2 separate regions of the Sus scrofa genome follow, and region 1 is linked to region 2. A link is a contact called in public Hi-C data. All regions are on one chromosome and are shown on one strand. The core of a region is the stretch at or near the end of the contact, and the rest is flanking DNA. Distances in the headings are between cores, read along the strand shown. Region 1 holds the start of RNF11 (RING finger protein 11). Region 2 overlaps TTC39A (tetratricopeptide repeat protein 39A).

Region 1 (3,470 bases), core at 715-3,214, 66 kb before region 2:
GGTACAGATTCGATCCCCAGCAAGTGGGTTACGGATCTGGTGCAGATGCAGCTCAGATTCAGTCCCTGGCCCAGGAACTTCCATATGCTCCAGTAAGGAATTAAAAAAAGAATAAAGAAAAAGAAAAGAAAAAAAAACCCTCTGGCTTACGAAGAAAGATTATTGTATAGCTACTTCCTTACAAACATATATGTGGATGCCAAAGGCATTTTTTCAAGATAAGTCTTCCCCCATTCCCCTGTTTTTATACTCTGAGAAAGGAATATCAGGATGAAAAAAGATGTAGTTCCTTTCCACAACTGGCGTATAATAAAGGTAACTGGTATATAATTCAAATCCTGGCTCTACCCCTCAATAGCCATGTGAAGCCATGTTTCTATTCCTGTAAAACAGGAATGTCAATACAAACCTTTCAGTGCCCAGGCTAATAAATGGAAATTATGACTTTATATCTATCTATCTTTCTTTCTATCATCTCTCCTCCCAAAACCTTTGATGAGGGTGGCAAAAGAACTTGTCTGTTTACTTTTCTTTCCAGCTGGACTCTGGGCTCCATCAAGAACAAGCTATGTTTCCCTAGTGCCTAGTATAGGGTCTAGTGTGAAAAAGAAAAAGAAAAAAAATCAGTAAATGATGAATGAAAGGAAAGAGAGTCAAGACTCACTTTTTGTCTTCTTGTCGAATGAATAACCATTAGGAACATTCTCATCCTTCTTATTTCTTTCCTTTACATACATTGCTTCTTGGGCTCTTGGTTCATTCAACTAAGAAGAGAGACTACTCTCCCTTAAGCAATGTGCCAGGCCCTGCACAGAGGAGAGACAGATGATTCAGCTTGATCAGACTGTAATAGAGAAAAGCTCAGGGAGAGGCAACTAGGCAACCAGACTCCACGATTAGGAGAGGCTTCCCAGTGGAACCAAAGTTGAGTCCAGGAAGGACAAGTGGGGATAATGTTTAGCTTGATGGGAGGTATAAGGTCAGAAGTGGGCGGAAGTGAGTTTCTGTCAGAGAAACAGTGTGGGTAAAGCCTTAGCGTTTTAACTTTTAAAAGGTAAAAGTTATCCCTTCTAGATAACTGGACTACTTTATTTAGGCATCCTAGAGTGTAGAATATGTCAGGGAACAATGTCTAATGAGATCGAGGAGGTAGCCAGATTTGTAAACCATTTAAGAATTAATGCTTAGCCATAACAGCATTGGGAAGCCATTGAAGATTTTAAAAAGTTTAAATTCCCCCTAGGGACATCAGCTTTACATTTTAAAAAGAAAACTGGACTGAACAAATAGTGGATTGAATAGGGGCAATGGTGAATGCAGGGGGAAGGGTTCCAAGTACAACAATAGAAATATGATGGTAACTTGTACTATGGTGGTGGGAATGGAAAGAAATAGAGCATTCAAGAACTATGTCTAGATACTCATGTTGCAACAGAACAAAGGGTGGGGGAAAAAACCTAATTGTAATGTATACATGTAAGGATAACCTGACCCCCTTGCTGTACAGTGGGAAAAAAAAAAAAAAGAAATAGAGCATTCAGTTAGTATAGTTGGAAGAAGAATCTTTCTGGCTGTGATATAGGAGGATCAGGAAGCGATTGGGGAGCTAGGAAAGTTTCCTTAATGAGTCTGGACTTTATTTGAAGGGATAAATGGTAAACCTTTTAATATGTTAATAATGGGAGTGATCCATTCAAATACGGGTTCATAAATAGATAACTAGGCAGAAGGTCGTGAGAAGACTGACAAAACAGCGTACAGGTGTGAAGTGAGGCAAGCGGGGAGGGAGCAGTGGATGTGGGGAGGCAAGGAGACCCAAGAGAGCTTTCAGAGGTTTCGGTCCCCAGCTAATTGTCGGAGAAGCAGAGACTGACGCAGCCCGGGGAACAGCTGTTGGGAACCGGGTAGGCGGGGCCGGCGCCGCCTACACCTCCCAACGCCGGGGGCGGGACCAGGGCACGCACGGCGGCGTGACGCAGGGCCGCAGCTGGCCTCGTTCTGGCCGCCGCCGCCGCTTTGAGGCGGTGTAGGATGAGGCCCGCGGCTGCGGCTCCGGCGTCGGCGGGGGCAGCAGCAGCTGAGGCAGCAGCTGAGGGAGCCGCGACGGCCGCGCCCCCCCCTCCTGACCTGGATTAGGCCCAACAGCTTCGTGGCCGCCGCCGCCCCGCGGGGGGGCGGGGTGGGGAAGTTCTTCGTCTCCCCGCCCCCCCCCCCCCCCGCCGCCGCCGCCGCCGCCGCCGCCTCGTAGGAGGCAGCCGCCGCCTCGTAGGAGGCAACCGCCGCGACCCCAGCCGAGCCCGCGGCCCAGCCTTAAGCCCCCAACCCCGGGGGCTGGCATGAGCGGCCCTTCGGCGGCGCCGGGGGGCGGGGGAGCCGCTGCCGCCTGAGCCCCGGCCTGCCACTCGACCCCACGTCGCTGACCGGGGCTGACCGCAGAGCGTGCGAAGGACCCCGCCGCTGCTTTCTTCCTCCCCTAGATCACACACCCCAACCCCAGAAGATGGGGAACTGCCTCAAATCCCCCACTTCAGATGACATCTCCCTGCTTCACGAGTCTCAGTCCGACCGGGCTAGCTTTGGCGAGGGGACGGAGCCGGATCAGGAGCCGCCGCCGCCATATCAGGTACGGAGGGTGTGTGTGGGGAAGGGGGGTGCGAGGAGCAGAGGCAGCTCTGGCCGAGGTCGTGGGGGCTTCGGGCTGTCACTGCCCTTGGTTTCGGTAAGACCTGGCCTCAGGGGCACTGACACGCTTAGGACTGAATTTGAGGGCGACTGCTCTTCACTTCCAGAAATAGGGGGACTCTTTCACCTCGATGTGGGGATGGTACTTCTGTCCTTGAGTTCTGAAATTCGGATATATGATTATGTCCCCTTGGCCGGTGGCTAGTGGTTAGCTTGTGGAGTTTGGAAGTGACATTTTCCTGCCTTTATGTCTGAGTCGTGGAGTCTGAACTGTGAGGTTTGGAGACGATTGCCACATCGCATCGCCAGGTGCGATGAATTATGGGTTGTGGATAGGTGGTTAACCCCCACCTCATTTATACTTCCAAGTGTGACCATCCTTTCCTCCCTACCTTGTTTGGATTAATTGGATCTGGTAGGATTAATTGGATCTGGTAAGCATTCATTTCTCCCTCAGCTCGGGAGATTTTCAGGTAGTTTTTTTGGTTCGAGCAGCACCAAGGATTACTTGTTTATATATATAGTAAATTAAAAATTTTAATCCTTAATCCTTTTGCTCCACCCCTATGACACACCTTTTAAACGCGCTGACTTAATAGAACGTGATTATCTTGAACTCTGGAAACCTTTAAACCTTACTTGAGAAATACCTTCTCTTACTTGTGGTTCTCCCTTTGTATCAAAGGCTTCTCTCCCAAACAGCTTCATTGCCTTTTGCACAGCAGTCAGCAGCTTCAGCTGTCTTTACACAATTAGTAAAGAGCTAAAGACCTCTTTAGAAAATTCAA
Region 2 (3,354 bases), core at 32-2,531:
TAAGTCTAATCCTGTTTGTTTGATTCCAAGTCTGTGGTTTTCTGAGTGTATCAGGTTAACTCAGCAGAAGGAACCTCTCTGGACTTCAGTGTCCACATCTGTCCTACCCCCAGATGAAAGTGCTTCCGTGTAAAGGATGTTGATAAAACCACTTTTGCGAAAGAAAACCTCTGAACAGACGAAGGACTAACGAGCAGCGGCAGTAGGAGGGGGTGACAGGCATGTGGGGGGACCCTGGCAGAGGGTCAGGGGGCGCAGAGCCCAGGAGATGACAACCACACCACCTCCCTCTGCTCAGGGGAGGGTGCAATGGTCAGACCCACCGAAACAACTCCACCTCGTCATCCCCGAATGGCTTGTGGTCGTCCTTCCCGAACATGCTGAGGTAGGCGGCTTTCATGTAGATGTAGGTGGCCTGTGAGCGGAGAGTAGAGTCAGGTAGGAGCACCCCGCCCTCCAGTCACAGTCCCAAACTGCGCAGACACCACACCGGGACCTCACTGTGGCCCAGGGAGAGCTAACAGTACATTATCCTCAAGCCCAGCGGAAGAAACCGGGGAAGAAGCGGAGGCAGCTGAGGACTTGAGCCGGGAGTGAATTCCACGATGCGCCGTGTTTAGGCAGCTGCTCTCCCCACTCGGAAGCAGCAGGGTGGACTCAAGAGCTAGTGGGTGTATGAGCCTGTGCTGAGGACAGGGGCGCAGAGACGGGGTCGCGGGGCTCCTGGGAAGCAGCTGTGGCAGACTGGGCCCTCGAATGCCGAGGGTACGATTCACAGAGACAGAAAAAGGGAACAGCCTGTTCAAAGCCAGAGACGGCAGAGATGTCTAAGTAGGACACGAATCAGCGGCAGAAAGCCTGGGATGTGTAAAAGAAGAGGTATGAGGCCAGAAGAATGAGCAGGAACCCGGGTCAGGGCTCAGCTCAGGGTCCCTTGGTGACACTGCCTACTGTGTGCCAGGTACTTTACGGGCATCACCTCACTTGATCGCAAAGACGATGCCCGGAAGCAAGCTGTATCCCACCTCTGCTCCCTGGGACCGCAGAGCTGAACAGGGACAGAAGTGGGAATGACCTCGGATTGGTGTGGCTTCAGGGGCCTTGCCAACAGGATCCACAGCTGCCAGTGACAAGGGAGGGGCCGCTCCGCAGAGTGCCCCCCCTCCACCTCCGCCCCAGAGAATCCATCCCTGAAAGCCGCACCCCTTTGCCTGAAGTCTGTGCCCGGGAGCCTGGCTCGGTGCTGCCCTCCAGTGGCGGAGTCTTGAATAACAGTCACCTGGGGCTGCTACCCAGGAACCAGCTCAGAAAGAAACGGAGGGGGAAGGAAGCAGGCCATCCTCGAGTCCAGTCTTTGCAGAAGGTGGAAAGCCACATGCACCTGGCAACCCCCCTCAGGGTGAATCCCAGGGCTACTCCCATTCCACTCTGCCCTCAGCACCTCAGTCTGCCCTTCACAAAAAGAGGAGAAGCTGGTCAGTGCGGGGTGTGCTGAGCAGCAGCTCCCTCAGTGAAATCTGTTCCCTGTCCCATCTCTAACCTGGCGGTGTCAACTGTGCCGGCTCCCTCTCCCTGCCCTGCTAGTGAGCCACCAAGTCCTCAAGATTTTACCTGCTATTTGGCTCTCAAATCTCACGGGCCCTGCCCCATCCTTCACCTGTTATTGCACCAGCCTCCACGCTGTCTCCCTGCTCCAGGCCACCAGCGATGCCTTTCTACTGCCCTAGTGCACGTGGTCTGCCAACGGATCTGCTCCCACTCCTGCCCCCGCAAGCCACTCTCGCAGCATCGCCACTCTGACTTTTGAAACTCAGATCATGTCAATCACTCCTGAAAGTCTTCCCCTCATGTCCCATCGCACTCAGGATAACAGCCAAATTCCCTGTCATGGCCTGTGGGGCCCTATCCAGCCTCCCCCCAGCTTCCTCTCCACCGTCATCTCCCACTGCTGCCCCCTCATTCATATCTTCTGGCCACACTGGTCTCCAGGCTGTTTCCAGAACACATCAACTCACGGCTTCAGCTTCCTCCTCCACTCCCCCTGCATCTACCGTGCTCTTTGCCTGGAACATTCTTAACTGAGATGGCCACATGGCTTGCTCCTTCACCCCATTTCTTCTCAGACAGCCCTCCCTGGCCACGCTGTTCCATCATGCCCTCCATCATGCCCAGCATCCTTACCTGGACTCTTTGCTTTTTAGGACCACACCCTCGGCATAAGGAGGTTCCCAGGCCAGGGGTCGAATCAGAGCTGCAGCTGCTGGCCTACACCACGGTCACAGCAACACCAGATCTGAGCCTCCTCTGCGACCTACACCACAGCTCACGGCAAGGCCAGATCCTTAGCCCACTGAGCGGGGTCAAGGATCGAACCCCCATCCTCATGGATACTAGTTGGGTTTGTTATTGCTGAGCCACAATGGGAACTCTAAGGACTGAGTTTTCTTTATGGCACTCACCAGAACCTGACATTGTCTCACACTGCACAGGTATTTGTTTCTTGTCTCCTACCATTAGAACACAAGCCTTGAGGGATCCTTTGCTTGGTTCGCTGCCATGTCCTGCCCGAGAATGGGATCTGGTGTGACTGCAGGAGGATCTCTTAAGGCACGAATCTAAGCCACAAGCATCAGGGGGATTCCCTACTGTCAGACTAGCGCCCAGACAGCCGCTCATGACCTGCTTTCCTGGCTCCTCCTCTTCTGGCCACTTATTTCCCATCATTCCTTAAACTCACCTAGGCCTTGGCCTGTGCTGTCCCTGTCCCTGGAATGCCACTGTCCCTTCTCTGCCGGGCTCATCCTCAAAGAGCCTTCTGCTATGCCCCCTGGACAGCACACCCCCAGTGAGTCAAAGAGAATTAGGACGCATGCAGTGACCGACAGCTGCGAGACCCACACATGTCCAAGTCATCAAGGGAGGTTACGGAGCCACACTGATGGAAACAGCAGCCCCTTCTCTGATGCGAGTCACCAGAGTTACCTGTTTGCCTATTGACCCCATATACTTATTGTGCTGGATAATCCTACCAGGCTTTGTGCAGTCAGACGGCCCTTGTTCTCAAGAAGCTTCCATAAATGGCTTAGCGGGACGGTCTCTCCGCAGTCCCCTTGCGTGTTCACCCACAAACCTTCATCTGCTGGCCCAGAACCTCTTGGCAGCACCCTAGCTTCCGAGCCTTTGGCCCTGGTTGCTCTCTTGGTTTGGGATGCCCTCCCACTTCCTCCCCTCCACCACCCTAACTCCTCCTCCTTCAAGGTTCAATTCAGACGTCTGCCTTTCCAGAGGCCTCCCCTGTCCTCCTTGCTGGGCTGCTCAGGGCTGCCTCTGAGCTCCCCTCAGATGCCCCCCTTA

The links. Hi-C and Micro-C count contacts between places; a contact is called where the count stands out from the background.
Region 1: a contact with region 2 is called in a Hi-C map of retroperitoneal adipose tissue, with 2.4 times the contacts expected there. The contact joins the promoter of RNF11 here to the enhancer-like site in region 2. A contact is called at or near these places in 2 of 5 promoter capture datasets (fetal liver and liver), 11 of 47 Hi-C or Micro-C datasets (alveolar macrophages, embryonic fibroblasts, fetal heart ventricle and 6 more) and 2 of 2 datasets of contacts at active chromatin or transcription factors (alveolar macrophages and skeletal muscle).

What each region holds. Positions count from the first base shown.
Region 1 is chr6:160,910,207-160,913,676 of Sscrofa11.1, reverse strand. It overlaps RNF11 (RING finger protein 11), which reads left to right and starts at 1,964. Exons shown (of 3, transcript XM_003482086.4): 1 at 1,964-2,623. The coding sequence starts at 2,501.
Region 2 is chr6:160,843,943-160,847,296 of Sscrofa11.1, reverse strand. It overlaps TTC39A (tetratricopeptide repeat protein 39A), which reads right to left. Exons shown (of 18, transcript XM_021096670.1): 13 at 324-415. Among named protein-coding and RNA genes, the nearest start is that of TTC39A, 39 kb to the right of the region's middle. Within about 2 kb of position 1,281, at least 13 of the 83 cell types and tissues checked have an H3K27ac peak or open chromatin away from gene starts, as enhancers often do. A contact at or near this core is called in fetal liver and retroperitoneal adipose tissue, where this site is marked.